Linked DNA regions of Astyanax mexicanus: region 2 is linked to region 1. The links are chromatin contacts, called in public Hi-C maps. All regions are on one chromosome and are shown on one strand. Each heading gives the region's core, a stretch centred on a gene start, on an enhancer-like site or on the middle of the called end of the contact. The rest is flanking DNA. Distances are from core to core; before and after follow the strand shown.

Evidence for each region. A called contact is a pair of places that touch in the nucleus more often than the background predicts.
Region 2: a Hi-C map of muscle shows a contact between it and region 1, with 11 times the contacts expected there. The contact joins the enhancer-like site here to the promoter of hipk3b in region 1. A contact is called at or near these places in 3 of 3 Hi-C or Micro-C datasets (blood and muscle).

What each region holds. Positions count from the first base shown.
Region 1 is chr9:10,720,497-10,727,404 of AstMex3_surface, forward strand. hipk3b (homeodomain interacting protein kinase 3b) reads left to right here and starts at 2,767. Exons shown (of 16, transcript XM_049483243.1): 1 at 2,767-3,152. It overlaps iqcg (IQ motif containing G), which reads right to left and starts at 685. Exons shown (of 9, transcript XM_022679485.2): 1 at 461-685. The coding sequence starts at 589.
Region 2 is chr9:10,786,690-10,793,597 of AstMex3_surface, forward strand. It overlaps hipk3b (homeodomain interacting protein kinase 3b), which reads left to right. Exons shown (of 16, transcript XM_049483243.1): 7 at 1-119; 8 at 5,076-5,193; 9 at 5,295-5,416; 10 at 6,195-6,322. Among protein-coding and RNA genes, the nearest start is that of kiaa1549lb, 22 kb to the right of the region's middle. Within about 2 kb of position 2,497, the one cell type or tissue checked has an H3K27ac peak away from gene starts, as active enhancers do.

The DNA.
Region 1 (6,908 bases), core at 1,517-4,016:
TAAGGTTAAAGTTATAGAATAAAGTTATAGGTCATAGGTATAGGTCATGGTTATAGTTTATAGTTATAGGTTAAAGTTATTGGTTATGGTTAAAAGTTATAGGTCGTGCTTATAGTTTATAGTTAAAGGTTATAGTTTATAGTTATAGGTTAAAGTTATTGGTTATGGTTAAAGGTTATAGGTCATGGTTATAGTTTATAGTAAAAGGTTACAGTTATAGGTTATAGTTATAGGTTATAGTTTACAGTTATAGGGTATAGTTATATGTTATAGTTATAGGTTACAGTTATTGGTTACAGTTATAGGTTTATAGGTTATAGTTATATAGGCTATAGTTATATGTTATAGTAATTATGTTTTAAAGTTATAGATTATGGTTATAGGTTATGTTTAGTTATATTTATACTAGAACAGAGCTGTGTTAAGCCCCACTCTGCTCCTCCAACAGCCGGTTACAGACCTCCTCAGCCCCCGGGCGGCTCCTCCGGTTCTTCGGCATGATGTGTCCCAGAATGTCCAGCTGGTCCGCACAGCGCTCCAGAACCGCGCAGACCCGGAGCCGGTCCACTCCCGAAACCCGGCACGACATAATTCTCCCGTTCAGCCACTGACAACACCGAACTCTGCAATCTGCGCGCTTTACGCACGTTACCCCTGGTAACGCGACACACTGTACGCAACTAACGTATCGGCACGCGCAACGTGGTGAGCCTGCGCACTTAGTGCGCTCACCGCTGGAGGAGACCAAAATGAATGGGAGTTCACTAACTAACTTACAAATTATTTACTTACTTACTTTCCCGGGATATTCATTTAATTTTAAGTATAATAAATTATTTTGTTATTTATAAATATAAAAATTGTGATTAATTTCAACACAAAGAAATCACTGTAAAAATTGAATTACATTAAATTACTGTAAACTGCTAGAGGGAGCCCGGGATGACATGTATTTCAACTTGCATTTTTATATTTTAATACACTTATTTAGTGACATAATTCATAAATTTTAATCAGAATTTTTATATTCTGAACGTAAGAGGTGGCCAAATAGGGGCTACTTGTCCGAGATATTCATTTAATATTAGAAACTAGAATCAAATATTTAGATACAAGCAAAATAAACTTACCTGTATGTTTATGCTGTAGAGACGCAAGCATCACGGCTACTGTGAGCTGATTGGTTGGTGAGCTAAAGCTGGAGATGCATACAGGTATGGTTTCTTTCCCTTTTCCTTCTTTTCCTAACAAAATACTCTATTCCACTGACTAAAATTAAACAATAGGTAGTCAGACACTATTTATTCACCACTAGTAAATGTGGGTGAATAGAGTAAAATGGTTATATTCTGAATTTATGAGGTGGCCAAATGTGCTGCTTAAAAATACATTTAAAAGTAACTTAAAAAAGTAGTTCCATACATTTTTAAATGTAAAAATTCAGATTCCTAATTCTGATACATACCTTCTACAAATATATCTACTGAATGTATTTGTATTTCTGAGTTTTGAATTAAATAGATTTGGATTTAAGGATCTGCATGTATCAAATCTGAAAATCGTGAGTTGTTCATTCTTTCAACACCATTTTCTTTTCGTTCAACACTCTTGTCATTTTATTTGAATACATTTAGCACTAATTATTTAAACACGTTTGGTAAGCTTATTGACCTTTAACCTACATACACATGTGAATCTAATTATGAGAAGAGGTAAGGAGTTAATTGCAAGTTTTTCTCCTATTTTCTCATCTTCTCTGAAGAGTGGCATCGTGCACCTCTCAAATGACCTGAGAGGTCACATCTAGATAAAAGTCATTATTGTTATTCTGTATTTTACATTTACGTATTTCATAGTAGTACAGTAGTAATATGTCTTTTTTTTGCACTGTGCTGTTAACTCTCAGTAGTATGGTATACTGACAGTACCTGAGTGTGATTAAGTCAGAACTGCTGCATGTATCTGCTGTAGCAGCAGAGGGCAGCAGGGTATGAGGATGGAAGCACAGAAGAACAGACCGAACTAAACGAGCACAGAGCTGATCATCGATCCATTAAACTCTACTAATCAGTGATCTACCAGATGCACCTGCACACACCTGACACACAGAGACTATATATAAAGCTATAACAATACAAAGATACACTTTACATTTGTACATCTGCACTTCTGGACACTAGCCACACTACTAAATACATATATGTGTATGTGTTTATTCAGAATTCTCATTAACTGCTGATACCTGCTGCTGTTCCACACTGTATATTCATTATTGCACTGCCTTCTTATGTTAGATTATAATGTCTATCTATCTATCTATCTATCTATCTGTCTGTCTGTCTGTCTGTCTGTCTGTCTGTCTGTCTGTCTGTATGTTAATCAATGTGTCTGTATATTTGTCTGCCTATATATCTGTCAGTCAGTCTGTCTGTCTGTCTGTCTATCTGTCTGTCTATCTGTCTAATAATCTGTCTGTCCGTCAATCTATCTATGTTTGTTTATCTGTTGGTTATCTGCCTGTCTTTCTGTTAATGTGTCTGTATATCTGACTATCTATTTGTATATTTGTCTGTCTATATATCTGTAGGTCTCTCTGTCTGTTTATTTTAGTTATATGCCTGTCTGTCTGTCTGTTTGTTGTTCTCTAAACAGCCACGTGGCGGCAGGACCCTGTACATCCTAGCTAGGCACCCTAGTTAGGCATCTCGCGCTGCTGTTGGGACACGGCCCGGCGGGGCCTCGCTCGATGTCTCTCGGTTGGTTTGTTTGAGTCTGGCTGTATGATAAGCGCGGCGCTCCCCCTCCCTCAGCCGAGAGCGAAGCAGCGCAACGGGGAGGACAGAGCACAGAGGCTCCCGTCTGAGAGATGGGCTCCAGCGCCCGCGCGGCCGTACCCGGTATCAGTGAGAGCGCGTCGGGCAGTGCGGGGGAGCGGCTGAGGAGCTGCTGGCAGGGTTAGAGCGCTGTAGCGGAGTTTAGGATGCGGGAAGAGGAGGAGGAGGACACCGCGACGTCTCCGCTCCGGATCTCCAGGACAAGATGGCAGCAGCAGCAGCAGCAGCGCAGACCCGAGAGCACGGAGTGAGGCGGGTTTAAGAGTTTAAAATGTTCGGAGAAGCGTCGGATCTGTCCAGCTCTTCCCCTCCGTGAAGGTGAGGCTTCTCCCGCAGCCGGACCGCCGGCCGCCCCGCAGCCCGGGGAGAGAGAGCCGCTGCCGGAGCGGGTCAGCGGAACACAGTTAGTGGGGTTACAGAGTTACAGCTGGAGCTGCGGGTTAACTAATTTACAGTCTGATTATTTAATCATCTGATCTGATCTGATCTGATTAACAGCTGCAGTCTGATCTACAGCAGATCAGATCAGTCTGATTATCCTGAGTGGGACTCTGTACAGGGATAGTTAGCTAGTTGGCTAATCTAACTTAGCTGCTAACTCTACCCGGGGAGGGAGTAGTTACAGGCTGGGGCTCAGCGATACGGACGCAGTGCTCTATATCGCGATACTGTAACACGATATCTGTTCACGATACTGTAATCATACATTACTGTAATACGATATGGGATCACAATACTGTAACACAGTATCTGTTCACAATATTGAATCGCAATTTCAGATCACGTTCCTGTACTGTAGTCATCACAATACTGTAATCATACTTTACGGTAACAAGCTATTATGATGCAATATCATGTTACAGTAACATTATTTCAGATCACAAAAACTGTACTACAATGCAATGTCTGATCACAATACTGCAACACCAATTCGGATCACAATACAGTAACACAATATCAAATAATCTTACTTTACTGTAACATGATACCAGATCACGATACTGTAATGCAATATCAAATCATCAGACTTTAGTGTAACACTGTCAAATCATCATACTTAAGGGCAACACTATCAAATCATCATACATCACTTTAACGCAATATAAAATCATCAGACTTTAGTGCAATGCTATCAAATCATCATACTTTAGTGCAACGCGATATTGGATCATGGTACTGTAATATGATACCAGATCACGATACTGTAACAAGATATTGCATTAGTGTTATTATGCAACATCATGTTACAGTTTCGTGATCTGGTATCATGTTACAGTATCATGATCCAATATAGCTTTACAGTAAAGTATGATGATTCGATATTGCATTACAGTATCATGAGCTGGTACCATGTTACAGTACCATGATCTGATATAATGTTAGAGTATCGTGTTCCAATATCACGTTACAGTGAAATGTGATGATTCGATGATACCAGATCACAATACTGTACCTCAATGTCAAATCATCATACTTTACTGTAACATTTACCAGATCATGATACTGTAATGCAATATCAAATCATCATACTTTAATTTAACACAATACCAGCTCAGGATACTGTAACATGATACCAGCTCACGATATTGTAATGTATTATCGAATAATCATACTTTACTGTAATGCAATATTAAATCACGATACTGTAACATGGTACCAAATCATGATACCGTAATGCAATATGGATTCATTATACTTTACTTTAACAATTATTATAATTTAACACTTATATTTTGGCGCAGTAACCCTAAGTACAAGGGCTTGTTGTAAAAAAAATGAGTAAAATAGAACAGGATTAAACACGAGCAGTTTGGCAACACTGATGTAATTCAGTATCAGTATCACTCTCAGTGTCAGTTGGGGGTGGGTGTTGGACTGAATGCTTTTATAGGAATATCTTAGTATGAACATCATCAGTAGGGGAGGGCCCTAAAATAATGACAGTATTTTAGTTTTTTTTTTAAATGAAAACAGTAAATAAGAGTTTCATAAGTTCAGTAGAAATATTTCATTATCAGTAATTTACAAAGACCCTGATTCTGTAGAATGTAACAGTTTAACAAACAAAAATTATATTGAGTGCATGCAAAAAAAAAACTGTTTTTAAAGTTATTAAAAGTAACATCAGTGGAGTTTTTATATTGTGTTATATATGTTTTATAAAGTATAGGTTCAACATATTTTGATATATTTTCACCATGTAGCCCATACATAATTTTTTACGAGCTTTTCCAGAAATGTAGGTCTGGCCCCTAAAGAGTATGTCAGAAGAAGCTCCCTCAGAGATTGAGGAACCAAGACTCAGAAGGAGAACCCGTCCACCTCCTGGCTGCTGCAGGCAGAAGTAGGGCACTAGGTAGCGCCGGACAGAACCAAAATGATTCAGTTCCACACTGTCAATTTTCCAGTGACTTTTGCACCAAGTTTTGTGTGGGAGTTAAGTTATATGGTACATTTCGTCAGGTTAGTTTTGGTTTCACTAAATAACTGACGTGCTGTATGTAGCACCTATGTAGTCGGAGTCTCCCTGTACTTCACAGGAAGTGGTTTGTAAGATACTGTCATTTCAGTACGCTTTTTTTATATGTTGTGCTAAATTGTACCTCTCTGCCATATTTAGATTTCTTTCACAGACGCATTAGATTAGGTGTAACAGATTCCCCTCAGGATCCTTTTATTACTGTTTATAAATGAGGGTTAATCTACAGTTACAGTAGATACAGAAATCTCTAGTGTTTTCATCCATATAACTAAGTGATGTGCCTGTGCACCAAGGGGAGTTGGATTTGAGCAAAACACTGGTTTCGTTTTTTTATTTTTATTATTGTTTGTTTTAAGGCTGAGGACAGCTTGTCTCAAGTTCCTAATTGGTAATTGATCCAAAAGTCTAAACTATCTAAAGAAGTGCTTATACATTGCAGATGATCTGGACCATGGTTTAGCAGATCCAGACTCTGACCGCCTCTTTGGCCGGACTAAGATTTGGCCGGAATGGCTTATGGACGGACTGTCATTTGGACAGACCAAGATTTGGGCGTTTGGTCTTGACCGTGGTTTGCTGTGGTGACCGTCTTTGGCCACAGTTTCGGCCAGGCCGAGTTTCGGCCGGACCAAGTTTTGGCCACTTGGTCTTGAACATGGTTCGCAACCCTTTTGAAACTACTATTTTGGTTTGCACCAAACTGAAAAGTCACAACAACCACACCTATCAAGACAAAGTGGGCAATTTGGCACCCTCAGGCTCATTAATGTTCATAAAAGTCCGGCCTTCCAAGTTTTGGCCGGACCAAGTTTTGAGTTTTGGCCGGACCAAGTGTAAAGTTTTGGCCAGACCAAGTTTTAAATTTTGGCCAGACCAAGTTTTGAGTTTTGGCCGGACCAAGTTTTGAGTTTTGGCCGGACCAAGTTTTGAGTTTTGGCCGGACCAAGTTTTGAGTTTTGGCCGGACCAAGTTTTGAGTTTTGGCCGGACCAAGTTTTGAGTTTTGGCCAGACCAAAACAAAAACTGGACCAAACAAGGCAGGTGGGCGTCAAGGCACCTTTAGGCTCACTGATGCTCATGGGAGTCCCACCTTCCAACTTACTGCTACAGCTGTTGCTCTGGGTGCCAGGACCACGACTTGTCAGACCATGTTTTTCTTTTTTTGGTGGCCAAGGGTGGCCTATAGATAGAACTAGATACAAGGTTTTAATGTTTTGGCTGATCAGTGGGATTCTCTTCTCATAAATAAAAAGGAAATGGGATTAACCTTAAACTTCCTGCTGACGTTCTGCTTCTCGGACATTGTGTTTACATTTATAGCGCTGATTTTAAGCACAGTTAACCCCATGCTTGCGTGCGCACACACACACACACACACACACACACACACACACACACACACACACACAGAACGCAGAAGAGCTCTGTTTGTTCTGAAGAACGAGCTCATTCACTGGGAGGGGAAGTTCAGCCGGAGTCACACGATCGCACGTCTGCTATTTTAACAGAGCTCAGTCCGCGGGCGAGTGCTTCAGCATAGTTGTGGCTGTGAGTTCAGAACATGTTTCTCTGAATCTTAGTGAAACTTACTG
Region 2 (6,908 bases), core at 1,247-3,746, 66 kb after region 1:
CACGTCCTGGCACATACGACACCATCAACCGGAACAAAGCTCCGTTTGTGAGGCCTGTCACCACCTCGGCCCCCAACCTGACCGTGCCCTTCAGCAAGATGGCCAGCGTGCACACTCAAGTACGTGTCGTTTCTTTTCTCGCCAATAAATCTCCAGAACTTTATTTTTATTTCTATTTTTTTTCCAGTGTTTCTTCCAATTTATCTGGCCAATATATTTACTCATTCAGCTGCTAGTCAGCTGTATACCCCCCATCACTAGTGATGCCTCAGCACACGGAGGGTGAAGACTAGTACATGCCTCCTCTGGCTTGATAGCTTCACAGCTTCACATGTGTCAATCACTGCGTCTTTTCAGAGGAAAGTGCAGCAACTCGGTTCAAATACATCAGCTCACAGACGCCGGCCGCTGATCGACATCACCTTTTGGAGTGATGTGGGGAAAGAGTGTCATCTACCTACCAGAGAGAGAGCAAGGCCAATTGTGCTCTCTCAGGGCTGTAGCAGCTTATGGCAAGCTGCATGACTGGGATTCGAACCAGCAATCTTCTGATCATAGTAGAAGCGCCTTAGTCTGCTGGACCACCTGAAGCCCAAATCTCCAGAACTTAAACTTAACACTTAAAGTATAGATACCGGTGTTGTGCCAAATTTAGCACCCATGCCAGGAAAAGCACCCCCTCTCTGGAGCGTATTTCTGAGTAAACTTAAAGCGGATTATCTCCAGAAATGGCGTGCTTTTCATGGCGGGGGTGCAGATTTCGGCTATACTATGGTGCCGAATTCAACACCCCCGCCAGGAAAAGCACCCCCTCACTGGTGACATGACCATGACTATTTTTCCTTATTTCTCAGGAGTCAGCGTAGCTTAGAACAGCGTCTTGGGTTTTCTTTGTAGCTTCCCTCCTCTGCTCACAAACAACAGTTGCATTTGATATTTAAACTCTTGCCTTCTGTTTTGCCTCTTGCCTACGTTGTAAACAGCCTCCTGATGCAGTTAGTTTGCAGCTGTTTGTCGCCTGTGTTTGGTTAGCGAATGCACCGGCCATAAACACGGCCAGGTCTGTGCTGAAACACGAGGGAGCATGACGTGCTTTCAGCGTTACACAAGCAGCGTCTCGCTGTTGGAACACGATTACCAGCTGAAACAGTCAAATTAGCAGTGTCAGAACACGCTCCGCCTCAGTTTAGACTTTTACGTAACATATGGTTCTGTATTAAAGCCCAGCAGTGGAGTGTGTGGAAGTGTTTGTAAGAAATGGGCTCACAGTGTGTGTGTGTGTGCTTGTGTGAATGCGTGTTTGTTGAATTGAACGTTTTGCTTACTTTGTGAGGACATCATGCTCTCACAGGCATAGTGATATGTAATAGTTTCTTGGTTTGTGAGGATGTTGTGGTGGTCCTCACAACTTTTAATGACTTTTAAACTTTCAGAATTATTTTTAAACTTATGTCAACTCTTAACTAGGGGTGGGCAATATGGCTCTGAAATCATATCACGATATTTAATGGTATTTTCAGGACAATTATACTTTTGGCGATATGACAAAACACTAGACAAATTAGAAAAATTATTTAGAATTTTATTATGGCATGCAATATGATATGGCTATAAAAAAATGTTTTATCAGATTTATAACAGAAGTCAATGATCCAGAATGTCATTATAATAATAATACATTTCAAATATCTTCATATATCAAGGATTAAAATAAAATAAATGATAGTGGACAGATATAATCTGTCTCTAGTAGATATATAATGGTAAGTGAGTACAGTGTGAATTTTTATTTTGCTAAAAACGGCAAAAAAGTAGTACCCTGATGTGATAATTAGGGGTGGGTGATATGGCACGATATTTCAGGGTATAATATCGTTCACCATATTCAAAATTTTTGATGATATTATCACGTACGATATGATATGGCACACCCCTACTCTTAACTTTATTTATGAAGCACTTTAAAAACAACATATAAAATCAAGTGCTGTGCATATATAATAATAAAACATAAAAGAAACACAAAAACAATAAGACAAGATATAAATAAGACAGTAAAAAAAAAAAAAAAAAAAAAACTACCAAAACAAGAGCAAAATCATATTTTGGGTTTAAAAACCAAAGATAAAAAAAAAAAGGAAAGGAAAGATTGATGGAAGATTTTGGTCACTGATGTTAAGGTTAGGTCTAGGTCTAGTATTAATTAAGTGCAGCTGTACTTTTGTGAATGGCAGGTCCTCACAAGAATAGCAAAACCAACATGCACGCATGTATGTATGTGTGTGTGTGTTTGTGTGAGCTTCCTGTGTGTAGTTGCCGTGTCACGATGGTTTGCTTTGAACCCGGCTGATGTCAGGGCGTGTATTTGTGTCCCTGCTCCTCATGTAAATGGCTCTGTTTACCTCCGCACCATTGTTCTCTCACAGACCTCACTAATGCCACCTTATTGCGTGGCAGCATCATAGTCATGGCAACCCTGGCTGACGTCAGTTCAACATGGGGAGAGCGTTCGGTTGCCAAGGAGAGGAGAAACCTCTCTCTTCAGTGAGCTGACCTCCCACAGACTCTGGGCTTACAGTGCTTACGCTGGGGAAATTTGATTTCATCCTTTACAGTCTGTGGGCAAAAGTGTTGGGACGTCTGCTTGTTCGTTGTTTGACATCTGAAATCAAGCAGGTTAAAAAAATGTATAAAAAAAAATAAACAAACAACAAAAAAACTCATCCCCAACTCATCCCTTTTGTATTCCTATCTCTTCCCTAACTCATCCACAGCTCCCTAGCTTACTCTAACTTAGCACGCTAGAGCTGCCACTATGATCGGGAGATTGGTGTATCGAATCCCGGTCATGCAGCTTGCCACCAGCTGCCGGAGCCCTGAGAAAGCACAATTGGCCTTGCTCTCTCTGGGTGGGTAGATGATGCTCTTTTCCCTCCTCCACTCCTAGGGTGATGTTGATCAGCACAAGGCGTCTGTGAGCTTATGTATCGGAACCGAGTCGTTGCGCTTTCCTCGGAGCGCGCTGTGAAGCTACTCAGCAAGTTACAGCTGAGTAGCAGCTGAATGAGTGGGATAATCAGCTAAGTTAAATTAGGGAGAAAAGTGGGAGAAAATTTGAAATAAAACCTTAAAAAAAAAAAAAAAAAAAAAAAAAAAAAAAAACTCATCCCTAACTCTTTATCCCATTTCTAATTCCCCATCTCACCCCTTACTTGTCCACAACTAAACAACTCATCCCTAAATCATGCCCAACTTGTCTCTAACTCATCCCCTCATTCCTGGCTAATCACCAACTCTCCAATTTATCCCCAATGTATCCCAATCTCATTCCTAACTCATCCTTAACTTATTCCCTGACTTATCCCCAACTCATCCCAAACTCCCCAACCTCTATTCGTAACTCCCCAACACGTCCCTAACTCGTCCACGACTCAACAATTCAGCCCTAATCACACCCAACTTGTCTCTAACTCATCCCCTCATTCCCAAATAATTGCTTACTCTCCAACTCATCCCCATTGTATCCCCATCTCTTCCTTAACTTATTCCCTAACTTATCCCCAACTCATCCCCAACATATCCCTAATTCTCCAACTCATCCCTAACTCATGCAAAACTCACTGACTCATCACTAACTCATTCCCTAACTTATGCCCAACTCAGATTTTCCAACTAATTTTTCTAATTCATCCAAAACTCATAAACTCATCCCTAACTCATCCTTAACAAATTCCCTGGCTTATCTCCAACTCATCCCCAACCTGTCCCTACTTCCCCCACTCATCCCTAACTCAACAACTCAACCCTAAATCACGCCAACTTGTCTCTAACTTCATCCCCTCATTCCCAACTAATCCTTAACTCATATTTAACTCAATCCCTAACTTGTCCCCAGCATTTCCCTAGTTCTCCAATTAATCCCTAACTCATCCAAAACTCCCCAAAACATCCCTAACTCATCCTTAACTCATTCGCTAACTTATGCCCAACTCATCCCTAACTCATCCAAGACTCCCCAACTCATCCCTAACTCAACCTCTACCCACCCAACTCATACTCAACTTATTTCTGGCTCATTTCTTAAAATTGTTACGTAACTTATCTTCAGTGTATCCATTAACACTTCTCTAATTCAACTCCAACTCTTCAACTCATCCCCAACTCGTTTCAGAAGTATGAATTGGAGCACCATCATTCCAGAGAACACAGTTCCACAGCTCAATGCTGGGAGACTTTATACCCCTCTAGATTAATCAGCGACTCCTATTCTATTGGCAATAATTCTATATACCTAGACAAGGAGTTTTGGGCTTGTGTGCATTTGCACTTCTGTGTCAGCAGTGGGTGCAATTTAAAGTGAATACATTTATTGCAAGAGGTGTCCTTAAGCATACTTTTTCTTTAAATGGAGAATCTCTATTCAGAATTTTTGGTAGTCCAAGACTACGCTTAATCCCTGTTTGAGAAACCCCATCCGTAATGCTTCTGAAAGTTTGTATAAAGATTTTGTTAATCAATAGAGTGAGTTTAAAGATCATTTTGATCACATGCGCTCCTCTCTGCGTCAGAATGATCAGCCCGAGCCACCCCTGCCTGCGCAGATCGCTAGGCGTAATTGGTTCCAGTTAAGATTTAAATGGAAAAGGCTGGTCAGCTGTTCACACAGGTGAAAAGGGTCTTTGTTCCTGGCATGGCTGAGAGTAGCCTCAGTCTCTGTGCCCTTTTGATCACGTTCGAGCTGCCAGTGCATAATGGCCATAATGCAATAACCCAGATTATTCTGGTGCTGCACTGGTGGAGGTGGACGTTGTTCTGAGGGCTGTAGGTTTACTGTGTTTACTGTTTGCCTCTGTTCGGTGTTCAGTGCTCTGTGCTCTGTGTGCTGCGTTTGCTTTTCACATACAGGATAAGCAGTGTCTAGAATTACAATGTCGCCCTCTATGGGTCGTTTGGGTACAGTGCATTACTGTATAACTGTGTAACAAGTTTTAGGTAGTAATAAAAAGTAATAAAAAAAATAATAAAATGTATTTTTAATTCTTATATCCTTTTCCGTCTCTTCGTGTGCTCTGCAGCCAATGGCCCCATCTGCTCCCTCTCTTATGCATCCTGGGATCCCACTGCAAACCGGAAGTGCTCAGTTCGGGGACGCCTTTCAGCAAGCACTGATTCTCTGTCCCCCGACTATACAAGGTACACTTACTGACCTCACCAACATTGTACTTACATCAAATCCAGACTTTTATTTATTTTATTTTATTTTATTTCATTTTTTTTTTTCATCTTTATTTCAGGTCTCCCTCCCAACCCAAATAAGCCAGCAGGCTATTCTGTCCGGATGGAGAACACAGTACCCCTGGTGACCCAGGCCCCTGCCATCCAGCCTCTACAGATTAGACCAGGGGTCATCACACAGGTACGCACACTGTCGCTCTATTATACATTAGAGGTGGGCAAAATAAAATAAAAATCACATTACAAAAAAAATGCAGAGCTTTAAGACCTCAAATAATGCAAAGAAAACAAGTTCATATTCATAAAGTTTGAGTTCAGGAATCAATGTTTGGTGGAATAACCCTGGTTTTTAAACACAGTTTTCATACATCTTGGCATGTTCTCTTCCACCAGTCTTACACACTGCTTTTGAATAACTTTGTCACTCCTGGTGCAAAAATTCAAGCAGTTCAGTTTGGTTTGATGGACTGTGATCATCCATCTTGCTCTTGATTATATTCCAGAGGTTTTTGATTTGGTAAAATCAAAGAAACTCATCATTTTTAGGTAGAGCTGTATATATTTCAAGGTATTTTTGCAATAACAATATTCTTGGTGATACTACAAATCATTAAATTAAAACTAATAGAAATATACATATAATTTCAAGAATACTAGTGCGTCTCAAAGATCTAATCTGTCTGTAGTGCGTATTTAATGGGAAATGAGAACAGGGTGAATTTTTCTTTTGATATAAACAGCAGAAAAAGGTTTTACCCTGATGGCCCATATGGCCCTTAACAAAGGTGATGATATTTCAGGATATTTTCTGGATAACAATATTCACAAATGTTGGTTATATTATTCAGCAAGCACTATTATCATCATGTTGAAATATTGTGTGATAAATTGTAGCATAACATAATGATCGATACAGTACTAAACTTGCAATAAACTTGTCATGTTTGCTCTCATTACAGCAGGCCTGGTCTAACCGGGCCCAGCAGATCCTGGTACCAGCCTGGCAGCAGGTGACCGCGGTGGCCCCCCCAGCAACCACACTGGCCTCTGATACTGTGGCAGGCCCACAGAGATTAGCAGACTGGGGGTGAGTGCAGGAAGTGGGGCATTCAGTTCTTAAGAGTCTTGTATTTGTTTGTTGTTTTTGTTTGTCACAATCAACTAATCACAGGACGACTCAGACAATACAGTAACTGCACTTTGCACCAGAAGAGAATCCAATGATGATAACTATTTCACAAGATATTTCACATGGAGCTTTTCCACCAAAAGAACTCTGCTTCTTGAACCAGTTCCGTTCGGGCTTATAAGAACCGTGCTGCTTTAGGTGGAACCTTTTAAAACGTCACATCATACGTTTTTAACAGAGGACGAGGCACAGCGGTGGTGAACAGAAGTGGTCACAGTTCACACTGAAGAACTTCTGAAGACTGAAGAATTCTTCGGTTCCCGCTGCGAACGTATGTTGCTGGTTCCGGAACCTACTTTTGTTGGTTGAAGCACGGTGAACGGTTTAAAATTAGGTTCGCAAAAAGTGCTAACAGTTGACTACTACCTAATTTTTGTACATTATCTGCTAGCTTTTGTACTGTTTTGGCTCTAGTAAAGCACAGGGGTGTTGCAATGTTTTCCTTCTAATTCAGAGGTGTGGCGAGAAAAAGCACGGTAAAAGC